Regions from separate parts of the Mus musculus genome. Here region 2 is linked to region 1. The links are chromatin contacts, called in public HiChIP or PLAC-seq maps. All regions are on one chromosome and are shown on one strand. Each heading gives the region's core, a stretch centred on a gene start, on an enhancer-like site or on the middle of the called end of the contact. The rest is flanking DNA. Distances are from core to core; before and after follow the strand shown.

Region 1 (7,122 bases), core at 1,623-4,122:
ACTACCCCACTCGCTTTTCTTTTCTTTTCTTTTCTTTTTTTTTTTTTGTTTGTTTGTTATTTTTTGAGACAGGGTTTTTCTGTGTAGCCCTGGCTATCTGCCTGCCTCTGCCTCCCGAGTGCTTGGATTAAAGGCATGCGCCACCACTGCCCAGCTCACTTTTATTATTGGAAGGAGACCAGAGGAGTGTTTACCAAGACATGTCAGCTCCAGCAGACAGCCAAATACACCTCTTTGGACTGTATAACTTCTGCTTACAGTGTGCACTTTCAACTTTCATTGAGTAACTTGAGCTTTATATTTATATATATACATATATATATTTATATATGATATATTTATTTATATATTTATATATCTGTATGCAACAGTCTTATAAAATTATACCTATGACTTTAATCAGTAACAACCTTTTCAATCCCAGTATGTAAATGAAGTATATAAAAATGTCTTTCTTTACCTACCACCTACTCATGCTGATTAGGATACCACAATTAGCATATCTAGCATCTAATGGCAAGGCTATACTTAGTAATGTATTAATGAGATAAAAATAATTATGTTTAGGAACCAGGATTCCTTCGAAAGGTGACACTGTCTACTCTACGCCAAGCTCAGAATCATCGAGTCTCATCTCTGGTTGGTCCTTTATTCTATTAAGGCTTGGAATCCTGGCTGGTCTGTTTTCTGTCATTATTTGTTTTATGTGTTCATCTCGTGAGTCTGGAAAGTGTCAGATCCACTCACTTTTGCAGTGATCTCTTTGGGTTTTGTTTGGTGTGGCTTTTTTTTCCCTGCTGGAAAATGAACCTGAGGTCTCTTTGATAAGGCACTGGGTGAAAAACAACTACCCTTGCAGTGTGCCCCAGGGTCTGTGCTTGCCTTGGCAAGGGGAGGCTGACTAACACATGGTGTGCTTGTGCATAGAGGCCAGAGGCCAGCCTCTGTTGCTGCTCCTTAGGAACTGCCTATCCTGGTTTTGAACCAGTGTCTCTCCCTGGGGCTATAGCTGATGGACTGGGTCAGACTGGCTTGTCAGTAAGCCCTGGGGATCCATTTTTTTTTCTGCATTCTGAGTGTGGGATTACAAGCACATGTCACCCTGCTTTTTATGTGCATTGTGGGAGCTCAACTCATGTCCTCATGTTTGTGAGGTAAGCACCTTAGCCATTGGTCTTTATCCCTAGCCTCAGGAAACATGTTTTTAAGCAGAACTAGGAATCACTATAAGCAAATATTTTGTTTTGCGACAGGGCCTTACCATTTTCAGTGGGGCAGTCTCAAACTCGGGATCTTCCTGCCTCAGCCTACTCTGCTAAGATTAGAGGATTGTGACAGCACCAACAGCTTGGAAGCAAAAGTTCTAATTGGTTCCTATAATAATCTGAAAAAAGTCTGCACAAATGACAATACAGTGAACCTCTCTATCAAGAGTCATTGATCATATACTGTTATACGTATGTTTCTACCCCATATACATATATATTATGCATATATTGATCATATTTTTGAGATTCTATAAGTTAGTATAGAGCCTACAATATATATTTTCTTACGACTTCTTTCTGTATGTTGGAGAGGTGGTTCAGAGGCTCAGAGCACTTGTTGCAATTGCAAAGGACCAGGATTTGGGCCCCAGAATTTACATAGCAGCTTACAGTCATTGTGACTCTGGTTCTAGGGGATCCAATGGTATCGCTCTTCTGGTCTCTGCAGGCTCTTCACACATTACAGACACACATGTTGCAAGCGCGATTTCGATCACACACACATGCACACAATACATTTTAAAAATTATTTCTGTGTGTGTGTGCTTGTGTGTGTGTGTGTGTGTGTGTGTGTGCGCACGCGTGTGTGTCTAGTAGTTTGCTCTAGGCTGTATGTTAAGTGGCAAGTGGCAGAGTAAACTTTAGCCCCCCAATCGAAGACTCTTTTGCTTTCTTGCTGTGGTATTAAATTGTTGACCAGACTCTAAGATATAAACCATATCATGTTTTTGTTTGTTTTGTTTTTGTTGGTTGTTTGTTTGTTTTAGGTTGTTTTCTAAGAATCACTTGGTGCTCTTGGACAGAATGAAGATTTCTGAAATCTGGGGTGAGGGTTGTGAAGTTCTACACAACACTCCCCCGGGATCAACACTAAGATGTGGAATTAAATTAAACCCACTCAAAGAAGAACAAGCATGTTACTTGTTCAGAGCTTGCTTGGCAAGAAGGCCAATCACCATCACTCGTCCTTCCCAGAGGCTCAAAGCAGGGACATGAGAAGCGTGGATAAAAATAGAAGAAAAAGAAGAGGAAAAAGCAAGGGGGAGGGGAGAGTAGTAGCCTCCACCTCTGCTACCCCAGATATCTGATTGGAGGCTATTGGCTGGGAAAGCCGGGGGTGGGCTACAAACAGAGTGATCGTTTTTTGGCATATTTATACTTCCCTGGTTGGTCCTGAAGAGGAAGTGGGGGTAGAAACCCAAGTTGGCTTCCTGGTTGTTCTGGTGCAATTTCAACACAGGTTGTGGCTTGGCTTTCGGCGCTTAGGAGTTTCAGCGTTCTCCCATCATGTAAGGTATGGCCATTACGTATCTGTCTACTTACTCTTTTCTTTTCAACACTACTTTAAGAACAACCTTAGCTCTCCGGTCCTGGTTTGCCGCGACCTCCTTCCAGTAAGCTCCCTGACAGCCATGGACCATCTTTCAAACCTAATTACCTTTTCCCGGACTTTATGAGGTGCTCGGAAGTTATTCAAAATCTTGCGGCTAAAAACATTTGATACTAGCTTTTGTTGCAATAAGAAAGTGGACTTTCTGGTGTGGCACAATGGACATCACCAGAAGGCTGGAGCTTGCCCCTTTTAGCTGCTTGTGTTCTACAACAGTAACTCGAGAATCTTAGGTGCCTGGATTCAGCCTTGACCTAGGCTACCCCCACTTTCCCTGGAAGCTTCCAGGTTAACTCCTAGTGTGCTTAAGCAGCCCCAAAGCTCCTTCCTGCGCGCTCTGCTGGAGGCAGCATGGAGTTTATGGGAAAGCAGCTACTTGTGGCATTTGAAGGCAGCCCTAATAGAAGACCGTAGTTTCGCCTTCTTCTCTCGGCACTTTCTCTCTCCCCGCACGCCAAGGGCCAGGGCCGGCAAGAGGACAGAGAAGGTAAGGGTACACACTCCCCTCCGGCGTTGGCTGGGGACTCCGGCTTTCTCCTAGCAGGCAGTGCGATGGGCGTGCGCGCGCGAGAGGAGCGGGGCTGACCGTGGACGCGGCCCACCTGCTGCGGGAGCCCACGCTGCGGCGCCCGGGCTGCGGGGGGCTGCGGGCGGAGGCGGGAAGCCGCGGGCCACCGAAGCCGGAGCGGCTCGTGGGCTGGAGCTGCGCTAGCAGGCGGCCTCCGCCGCGCCCCGCCGCGCGCTACCAAAGATGGTCAGAGGGTCGGGAGGCGCCCCCGCCCCCGCCCCCGCCGGCCGCTAGTCCGGAGTCTGCGTTCCGCGCCGCCAGCGAGGTAGGTCGGAGCCCGGCGGCCCGGGGCCGGCCAGAGAGGCGAACGGGCAGCGCGGGAGACGAGGCCCCGCCACCCCCAGCCCACGCGCGCCGGGGCGCAGACAATGGCCGTGCGGTGCGGGCCCAGTGGCGAGGGCGGGCGCGTGGGTGCCGCGGGGCCGTCCACACCTGCGCACCCGGCCGGGCAGAGGCCGCGGGCATCGGCCAACGGCGGCGCGCGACGCCCGGGAGCCGAACCCCCGCGCCGGGCCCCGGGGCGGGGCGCTCTCCCGGCGGGAACGCCGGCCGGGCCCAGGCGCTAGCGCGGGCTGCAGAAGCTAGCTCGGGCCCGGCCGCTCTTGTGCTGTCAGCAAGCTGCAGAGCGCAGGGATCCCTTTTCTGAGATTCTCTCCATCTTGGTGGCATCTCAGTGTGAATTGAAATCGAGGGGGGAGGGGGAGAACCAACAACGGCGAATTGGGGCCGGGCTGCGGCGGGGTGACCCCCTCGGACACTTGGCCTGGGGACTCTCAGGAACTGCCAGACTGGGACAGTGCAGATACTGGGTGGCTGGGGGTAGTAAGCTAGGATCTCTCAACAAATGGATAACTGGAAAAAAAAAATCCTCATTTAGTTAATCTGATTTTAAATAGACCATCGTATAAATAGTTCAGCGCATTTTGCATATGGTGTTTGGGCATCTGATTTTAGTCTAGTTTTGGAATATGCCTGATGCCATCCATGTCTGGTGATCGGAATTTTTAACATTAATTATTAGAGTTAATACACAAAGCTGAAAACGTGTTTGTATTTTTTGCAGCATGGCTCTAAAAGGACAAGAAGATTACATTTTTCATTTCAAGGATTCGTCGCATCCAGTGGATTTTCTGGATGCATTCAGAACGTTTTACATGGATGGACTATTTACTGATATTACCCTTCAGTGTCCTTCAGGCATAATCTTCCATTGTCACCGAGCTGTTTTAGCTGCCTGCAGCAATTATTTTAAGGCAATGTTCACAGCTGACATGAAAGAAAAATTTAAAAGTAAAATAAAACTGTCGGGCATCCACCATGATATTTTGGAAGGCCTTGTAAATTATGCATATACTTCTCAAATTGAAATTACTAAGAGAAATGTACAGAGCCTTCTTGAAGCAGCGGATCTGCTGCAGTTTCTTTCTGTAAAGAAGGCGTGTGAGCAGTTTCTGGTCAGGCACCTGGACATTGATAACTGTATCGGGATGCACTCTTTTGCAGAATTCCATGTGTGCTCAGAACTAGAGAAGGAATCCCGCAGGATCCTCTGCTCCAGGTTTAAGGAAGTTTGGCAGCAAGAAGAATTTCTGGAAATCAGCCTTGAAAAGTTTCTCTTTATCTTGTCCAGAAAGAATCTGAGTGTCTGGAAGGAAGAGGCTATCTTAGAGCCGGTCATTAAGTGGACTGCTCACGATGTAGAGAATCGAATCGAATGCATCTACAACCTGCTAAGCTATATCAACATAGACATAGACCCAGTGTACTTAAAGACGGCTCTAGGCCTTCAAAGAAGCTGCCTGCTAACTGAAAATAAGATACGTTCCCTAATATACAATGCCTTGAATCCCATGCATAAAGAGATTTCCCAGAGGTCCACAGCCACCATGTATATCATTGGAGGCTACTACTGGCATCCTTTATCAGAGGTCCACATATGGGACCCTTTGACAAATGTTTGGATTCAGGGAGCAGAAATACCAGATTATACCAGGGAGAGTTACGGTGTTACCTGCTTAGGACCTAACATTTATGTGACTGGCGGGTACAGGACAGATAATATAGATGCTCTTGACACAGTGTGGATCTATAACAGTGAGGGAGATGAGTGGACAGAAGGCCTGCCCATGCTCAATGCCAGGTATTACCACTGTGCAGTCACCTTGGGGGGCTGTGTCTACGCACTAGGTGGTTACAGGAAAGGGGCTCCTGCCGAAGAGGCCGAGTTCTATGATCCTCTGAAAGAGAAGTGGCTTCCTATCGCAAACATGATTAAAGGTGAGTGTAGCTTTTACTTGTCCTGCATTTTTACATGCCTGAGCTTAGGTTGGCAATCTTCTTCGCTCTTTGAGAAGTAATTCTTTAGGAAGAATGTTTCATACTGAAATATTCTTGAGGATCTACAGTAGATTAGATGAGTGATTCAGCCCAGGGTGATTCTCCTAGAAACAGTACAGAACCCAACCTGTCTGGACGTTAAAGCAAGTTCTACAAAACACTCAGTCAGTAGAGTGCATGGCTTCCACACCTAAGCTGTGTTCCTTCACCAGCACCATATGAACTGGGCTTGTGGCTCACGCCCATGATTATGACAGTCAGAAGTTTGAGGTCATTCTTGGCTACATAGGTAGTTCAAGGCCAGCCTGGGCTATGTAAGACTCCATCTTTAAAATTTGTTAACTAAATGGAATAAAGTGTTTTAATATTTTTAAAAAGAATACCGGGGAGTAGAGGCCCTTGGTCTTGCAAAGATCATATGCCCCAGTATAGGGGAATGCCAGGGCCAGGAAGCGGGAGTGGGTGGGTTGAGGAGCAGGGTGGAGGGAGGGTATAGGGGACTTTTAGGATAACATTTGAAATGTAAATGAAGAAAATATCTAATAAAAAAAAAAGAATACTGTTCAAGTTAGAACAGAAAGCTAATTTGTGTAAGGAAATAGTATAATTCACTCTCCCCTATACAGCCTTCTTTATCTTACCTCAAGTCTTAATGTATACCTGCCTTAGAGATTGGCCTGGTTAGTTTTGTTAATTTATGGTTTTGTTTTAAACATTTGCTCTAAAAACCTTTTCAACTTTGATTTGTTTCTGTTGTTTTGTTTGAATTTTTGTTGTTGTTGTTGTTGTTCTTTTTGTTTTTGTTTTTGTTTTTTTTGTTTTGAGATCTCACTATGTAGCCATGCTGTCCTGGAACTTGCTATGTAGACCAAGCTGGCCTCAAATTCAGAGAGCTCTGCCTGTGTCTGCTTCCTGAGTGCTGAAATTAAAGGTGTGCACCCCCACACTTGGCTTCCGTGTGCCTTTTCATATCCAGCTTTTCCCGCTTGCAGAATACACTGATCAGCGCTATGAGGCCTCTTACTAAGACTTTGGACGGCTAGTCCCTTCGGAATATAACGCTGATTCTCCCCAGAACTAGAGACATAATCTGCCTGTGCTTTGGTGATGCGGGCTTCTCTCAAAATCAAGGGCAGAGACGGGGTCGTCGTCTTGCTGCCTGTGGCCCACAGAGCCAAGCATAGTGAGTCTCAGTGTTTGCTGCATAAACAGTGCATTTGTTGAGATTATCTAGCCTTGCCCTTCTTCCCTTCAGCTGGAAAAAAAAAAATCAACTAGGATCTTCTTTTACTGCACTTAAGCTTCAGTGCTTGGGGGTTCATTTAAAAAACCAAAAAAACAGCTGGTAAGTTTTTATCAAAGTGGTGTCATTTTGTCCCAAATGTTTCTTCCCAGGCCTTTCTGTTTCTTTTTTAACACTAGTGAGGGTGTGGGAATGTGACCTGGACTGGAGATCTGACCTGCAGTGAGCCTTGGATGACAGAGAAGCCGGAAGCTTAGCGGCAGATGGTCTTACAGTCACACAATGCTCTGCAGCCAAGCTGCCTGGGTCTCAGCTC
Region 2 (7,122 bases), core at 3,157-5,656, 190 kb before region 1:
TACCAGCCCAGGGATGGCATCACCCACAATGAGCCCTCTCGCCTTGATCACCAAGAAAATGCCCCACAGCTGGATCTCATGAAGGCACTTCCCCAACTGAAACTCCTTTCTCTGTGATAACTCCAGCCCTTGTCAAGTTGGCACACAAAACCAGCCAGTACAGTTGGCTACTCCCACAAGTCCTGGGCCTCAAACTCAGAGATTCGCCTGCTTCTGACTCTAGCACTGCAATTAAAGACTTGCACCCTTACGACAGGCACTATTTGTTTTGCTTGAGTTTTTTATTGTTTGTTTGTTTTTGGTTTATTTATTTGTAGTTCTTGTGTAGCTCAGGATAGCCTTGAATTCCTGATCTCCCCCCCCCCCCCCTTAACAATCCTGGGGCATTCTGTGTGTCTCTCGTCTCTCTGACAGGGCTGTACAGTTCTAGTTAAGTAGATGCATGGTTGACATTCTTGCTCTATCCATGCACAATCTGCTTAAACAGACAAACAATCTAAAAACATCCACAGAATACTTGGTTGAGTTTACTAAGTAAGAGCTACAGGTCTCTTCTTTTGGCCCTTATCCTTGGCTTGGTGGGCAAGTCATTAGTCTTCAAGATATTCATTTCTTTCCTCTGTTACATAAAGATAAGACTCTTTGCACACACATTCGATCCTAGCTATCCAGAAACTGAGTTCAAGGCTGCAGAGTAAATTCCACATTAGCCTGCATCACTTGTGACCCTGCAAGTCTATAAAGTGTGGTGGTACATGCCTGTAGCCCTCAAATCTGGGAGGCTGGGCTAGTAGAATTGAGAGTGTAAAACTGGCCTTGACTACATGGGAAAACCCTGTCTGAGAAAGAGAAAGGGAAGAAGAAAAAGGAGAGAGAAGGGAGCTGAGAGAGAACTATGGCTTTCCCTTTTGGTCTCAGCTGGCTTCTGACTCAACAACCAATAGAAAGTAGCAGAAGTGATGCTGTTGGCTTCTGCAGCTAAGTCAGGAAGGGGCTGTGAGTGCCATGTGCATTTCTGTGCTGTGAGGAAATCCCAGTCCCAGCTAAGGTTATGGCTGATCAAGCATCACTGGCGAGCACAGAGTGAAGACACCTCTGAAGAGTCACTCTGCCTTCCTCACCCCAAATCTTGTCCAGCTACTGTGGCTCATGAGAGGCCATCAGATAAAGGGGGGTGGAGGCCAGAGACAAGTCTGTCTTCCTATGGATGCTGAAATTTACACATCCGTAAGCACAATAAAATAGTTGTTTGAAACTACTGAGTTTTGCAGTGATTTGCTACATGTCAGTGGTAACTAAAATAGAAGAAACTGTGAAAGAAGATACATCATTTTCCCGGGAGAAAGCTAGCCTGGGACAGTCTGTGGAGCAAAAGTTAAGTTTCCAAGTCTTCAGGCAGATCAGAAGCAAACTTCAGGGCTGGAGAGATGGTTCAGAGGTTAAGAGTACTTCCGGAGATCCTGAGTTCAAATCCCAGCAATCACATGGTGGCTCACAACCATCTGTAATGAGACCGAATGCCCTCTTCTGGTGTGTGTGAGGACAGCTACAGTGAACTTACATATAATAAATAAATGAATGGAGGAGGAGGAGGAGCAGGAGGAGCAGGAGGAGCAGGAGAAGAAGAAGAAGAAGAAGAAGAAGAAGAAGAAGAAGAAGAAGAAGAAGAAGAAGAAGAAGAAGAAGAAGAAGAAGAAGACGATGATGACTTCAGTGTGGTCATCTTTAACTGCCCTGAGGCTCCCCTGAAAATTCCCTTTCCTGGGTATCACATTGACAGACCACAAAAAAAAAAAAAAAAAAAAAAAAAAAAAGGAGCAAAGACTATTCTACTATTCTGTAGCTGTTCATGGGGTCTCTTCCAGTTTTCATGGGCTGTTGCTGGTAACATAGCTCTCCTCACCTGCATTCCTGGTGACATCACAAGGGCATAAAACTGGCATACACTTGTGAACTTGTGATAGAAACAAGCAGAGCCACACCACACAGTCCTGGATTCACTTATGATCCAAGATGTTCCATCTGCTTATCTTGTTAAACGCTGAGTATCTCCTGAGATACCAGCAAGCAGCCCATGTTGGAACTCAGAATTTTCTTTCAAGTTCGTTAATGCTCATATGCTTCCTTTTTTCGTTGTTTGTTTGTTTGTTTGTTTGTTTGTTTGTTTTTCAAGACAGGGTTTCTCTGTATAGCCCTGGCTGTCCTGGAGCTCACTTTGTAGACCAGGCTGGCCTCGAACTCAGAAATCCGCCTGCCTCTGCCTCCCAAGTGCTGGGATTAAAGGTGTGTACCACCACACCCGGCTTCCTTTTTTCTTTTTTCTTTTTTCTTTTTTTCTTTTTTCTTTTTTCTCTTTTCTCCTCCTCCTCCTCCTCCTCCTCTTCCTCCTCCTCCTCTTCTTCTTCTTCTTCTTCTTCTTCTTCTTCTTCTAATTTTATTTATTTTTCTTTTACAGGTATGAGTGTCTTGCTGGTATGTATGTATTTCTTCATTCATGCAGTGTCGATAGATGCCAGCAGGGGGCATCAAAATTCCTCGGAGCTGGAATTAGAGCAGTTGAGAGCATCTGTGTGGGTGCTGGGAACTGAACCATGGTTCTCTGATAAAGCACTGAGCACTCCTAGCCATCTCTCCAACTCTCACTATGCTTTGCCTGTTGCTGCAAATATGTTTACCTCGTACTTTTCTCTGACAATGCAACCAAGCAGTGGTTATCAACTGACCAAATTACTCCCTGTTTTAGATGGCAGAGAGGCAGGTACACAAAATTTCTGACGCTGACAAAGAAAAAGATTGGCCTTCTCCCCTCCTTTGATTTATTTCATCTGTTTGCTTATTTACGTTTTTTTGAGACAGGCTCTCTCTGTACAGCTCTGGGTGTCCTGAAACTCACTCTGTAGAGCAGGCTGGCCTTGAAACTCAGAGATCTGCCTGTCTCTGTCTCCCCACCACACCTGACCATGAGCAGGCTTCTCTGTCGGATTCTGTGTGTGGGAGTCGAACCGGTGGCCAGAGCTCACTGCTGGTCTTCTACACTGAGGGGGAGGACATTTTTCTCCTACTAACTTGATTCAAAAAGCATGGCTAGCAAGAGAGAAAGCTACAGGCAACCGGGAAAACCCCACTGGTGTAAACAAGAAAACCACCTTCCATTCTTTGGTCACTTACCTACAATGATTTGTTTTTGCTTGTTTGTTTATTAACTTGCTGAGTCAGAACCAGAAGAAGTCCAAATTGACTTGAAGCCCGCTATGCAGCCCCCGACTACACTGATGCTTCTGCCTCCATCTCTGGAGTGCTGGGATTACAGGCACCACCAACCATCACACCGAGTGTATGTAGTTTACTCAGTGCTAGGAATGGAGTCCAGGGCTTCATGCATGCTAGGCAAGCTCTCTACCAACTGAGCATGCACATCATACACACGTGCGCGCACACACACAGGCACATGTGCACACGCACACACCACCCGAGATGCCCTTGTTTGTTTGTTTGTTTGTCTGTTTGATTTGATTTGATTTGATTTGATTTTGACACAAGGTCTGTCTACATAGCCCTGGCTGTCCTGGAACTCACTGTGTAGACTAGGCAGGTCTCAAACTTACCTGCCTCTACCTCACATGGGGATTAAAGGCATGTGGGGGGGGGGTGGTTGAGGTGGAGATAAAATATGGAGTGTAAAAAAGAAAAAGTCATGTGCCACTATGCCTGGCCCTTCAAGATGTCCCTTTTTTGTTTGTTTGTTTGTTTGTTTTTTGGGGTTTTGTTTTGTTTTGTTTTTCAAGACAGGGTTTCTCTGTATAGCCCTAGCTGTCCTGGAGCTCACTTTGTAGACCAAGCTGGCCTCAAACTCAGAAATCTGCCTGCCTCTGCCTCTCGAGTGCTGGGATTAAAGGCGTGCGCCACCAGGCCCGGCAAGATGTCCCTTTTTAATAACGAATTTCTACATTACATTACATTCCCTCTGAGAACTCATAATGAGTCTGAGATGACAATCAAGATTTTAAAAAGAAAAAGAAAAAGAGAAAGAAAGAAAAAGAACAAAGAAAAGTTTTCTGAGCCCCCGTGTCTGTCACTGGGAAAGTACAGGATCAAGAGCCACTCGTTCCGGCCTCTGCGTCAATGTGGCCCTCAGCAGCCCATTCTGGGGCAACACAGGACCATGGGTTTCCATTGTTGGAGTAAACATGGCCTAGCCAGGAGACTGTAAGTTTGATCCATTGGAAGCCCTCCGTGGACAGCCAGGGATCGGCATACAGGGAGAGGGGTGCGCAGTAAACACGCCTGCATTAGCACCGCTCAATTCATCTAAAAAGCGCTGATGCAGAACGGACATCGGGACTGTACAAAGAAAGCTACACTGCTCTGTGTTTCAGAGATGGATTTATGGCTAATTAACCGTCCAGGACTAGTCTAACTCCTGTACCTAGGAGAACACGAGCTGGGACAAAGAGTGATTGATTTTAGTGGGAGAGTCCTGCGTTGTGAAACGAGAGAGGCGAGCGAGGCTGGCGCAGGCAGTCACTTGGAAGTTCAACGCTGGCACAGCTTTGCCTTGGAATCGGGATTTTGCAAGAGACTGGCTCTGGTTACAGCTGCTATTGTTCCGATTGCTATTCTTGTGTTGTTTTAAACTATCTTGGAGTAAGGTGATAGTTAAATCTGTCGTGGGAGGGTAGCTGAACCCCAAGACTTACTGGAAGCTTTTGAAGTTGCTATCACTGGAATCCAAAGATATCAATCGGCTCTCATTGTGTAGACAGAGATCATCATCGTGCTGTTATTAGGAGAGAGGGGCGGAGCTCTGCCCTTAACAGTGATTACCTGTTCTGAACACGAACCTTAGCACGATTTTAAGGCTAAAAAGAGCCCACAATAGGATATTTGGGGAATATAATTCCACTTCGATTTTCTGTCCTAAAATCAATCACCTCTACCAATCGCTGCAGCTGTGTCTACTTCCATCCACTGGAAGCCCAGAAACTCCTGAAGTCAAAGCACTTGGGAAGCTGAGGGAGAGGATTGGGTTCAAGCTTCAGGTCTCGGCTGTACGGTGAGATCCAGACCAGCCAGGGTTCCCTAGCAAGATCCTATCTCCAAAACAGAACAGAACAGCGGCTTAGAGGTTAAGAGCACTGGCTGTTCTTCCAGAGAACATGGGTACAATTCTTACCACCTACACAGTAGCTCACACCGGTCTGGAACTCCAATTCCAGGAGAGCTGACTCCTTCTGGTCTCTGTCTGCACTGCATGCGTGTGGGACACACATTTACATGCAGGTAAAACACACACACACACACACACACACACACACACACACACACACACACAATTAAGATAAAATAAGTCTTTAACCAAAAACAGAGGGGTGGGAAGAAGAGGAGAAAGGGGGAAAGAAAGAAACATGAGTGAGCGAGACTATGCTGCTTATATGGCTGGGTATGGTGGCACATGTGTAATCCATCCCTAGGGAGGACGGCTCAGGAGGATCAGAAGTTCAAGGCCAGTATGAGCTGGGTACTGTGTATGTGGATATACACAGACACACGTACATGGACATACACACACATATATATGGATTCACCACCCTCCTCTACTCTCTTCTCTTTCATTTAGTTTTACTTCATCCTTCTCTCTCTCTCTCTACCTTGTCTTAAGGTCCATCGTCATAACTGAAATTATCACAGTCTCTCTCCAGAGCAGGGGTTCTCAACCTATGGGTCGAGACCCCTTGGAGGGAGGTCACATGTCAGGTATCTTTATATATCATATGTTTACATTATTATTCATAACAGAAGCACAATTACAGTTGTGAAGTAGCAGTGCAGATAATTTTACGGTTGAGGGCCACCACAGCCTGAGGGATTGTATCAAAGGGCCATGGTATTAGGGAAGTTGAGAACCATGGCACTAGTGGCTCTACTGAGAGGGGGGAAGGGGAGTGCAGTTCAGGGAGAAGGAAGGCTCAGGTCTAAAAATGGAGAGTACATGGACAACAGAAGAGAGAGAAGCTGGAAACTGGTGGAACCGGTCGGATGAAGTTTAAGTTGGTAGTGAGTAAAGATTAAAAAGTAAACAAATAGCTTGAGTTTCTGAAAGTGGAAAAACGGGATTCTAGATTCTGTCACCTAGTGAACATTAAGCTCCGAAAATAGGTGTAGTGCCAGGCCAGACATGGTGGCACATGCCTAGGGTCTCAGCACTTAGGATGCAGAAGCAGGATTTTCAAAAGTTGGAGCCCTGCCTGGCCTACATAGAGTTCCAGGCCACCCAGGGTAACGTTATGAGGCCTTATGGTGGTTTAAACAAGAGTGGCCTCCGTCAACTCAAACGTTTGGAAATTTGGTCCTCAGTTGGTGGAATTGTTTGGGAAGGATTAGGGGGTGTGGCCTTGCTGGAGGAAGTGTGTCCTGTGGTGGCAGGATTTGAGGCTTGTACCATCCCTCCTGTCCTCTCTGCCTTTTTGCAGATCCAGATGTGAGCTCTCAGCTATCCCTGCCACCACACTTTTGCTCCACCATCATGGGCTCTAACCCTCTGAAACTGTAAGTGCGATCAAATGCTTTCTTTTTTATTTAAAGATTTATTTATTTTTATTCTGTGTATAAGGATGGTTTGCCTGCATGTATGCCCAGGCATTATTTGCATGTAGTAACCCTGGAGGCCAGAAGGGGGCTTCAGATTCCCCTGGAACTAGAGTTACAGGCAGCTGTGAGCTGCTCTGTGGGGAGTTGGGGATTGAACCTGGATCCCTACAAAAGAGAGGTCAGTGCTCTTAACCACTGAGCCATCTCAGCAGCCTCAACAGTTGGTTAGTATTAAAACTTAGGAGAGAACTGGTGTTAACTTAGAACACGCTTGACCAGTTCTCTGCCAGGCTGTCTCCACCAACACATTGGAAGTCATTGGTGTGCAAGGGTAGAAAACCATGTGCCAAACTCTATCATGATAGCCTGGTACGCAAAATGAAGACATGTGAAATAGAACATCACCGTCAACATCACAAATACGGGTCATACCCAGTTTGTTTAGGGGAACAGGCCAATGATTGAAGAGTCACACCCAAGCACATTGTGATGTTGTGTTCTGAGGTAGGGCCATGTTATATAGCCCGGGCTGGC

Evidence for each region. HiChIP or PLAC-seq counts read pairs in DNA pulled down with a chosen protein or histone mark.
Region 2: an H3K27ac HiChIP or PLAC-seq map of extraembryonic endoderm stem cells shows a contact between it and region 1, with 3 times the contacts expected there. The contact joins the enhancer-like site here to the promoter of Klhl23 in region 1. A contact is called at or near these places in 1 of 39 promoter capture datasets (neural stem cells), 1 of 484 Hi-C or Micro-C datasets (the Ba/F3 cell line), 6 of 115 datasets of contacts at active chromatin or transcription factors (bone marrow-derived macrophages, embryonic stem cells and extraembryonic endoderm stem cells) and 3 of 9 other capture datasets (adipose tissue, liver and pancreatic islet).

The regions. Positions count from the first base shown.
Region 1 is chr2:69,819,498-69,826,619 of GRCm38.p6, forward strand. It overlaps Klhl23 (kelch-like 23), which reads left to right and starts at 2,873. Exons shown (of 4, transcript NM_177784.4): 1 at 2,873-3,145; 2 at 4,290-5,503. The coding sequence starts at 4,291.
Region 2 is chr2:69,624,980-69,632,101 of GRCm38.p6, forward strand. No RefSeq gene overlaps it. Among named protein-coding and RNA genes, the nearest start is that of Bbs5, 19 kb to the right of the region's middle. Within about 2 kb of position 4,407, at least 17 of the 459 cell types and tissues checked have an H3K27ac peak or open chromatin away from gene starts, as enhancers often do. A contact at or near this core is called in extraembryonic endoderm stem cells, where this site is marked.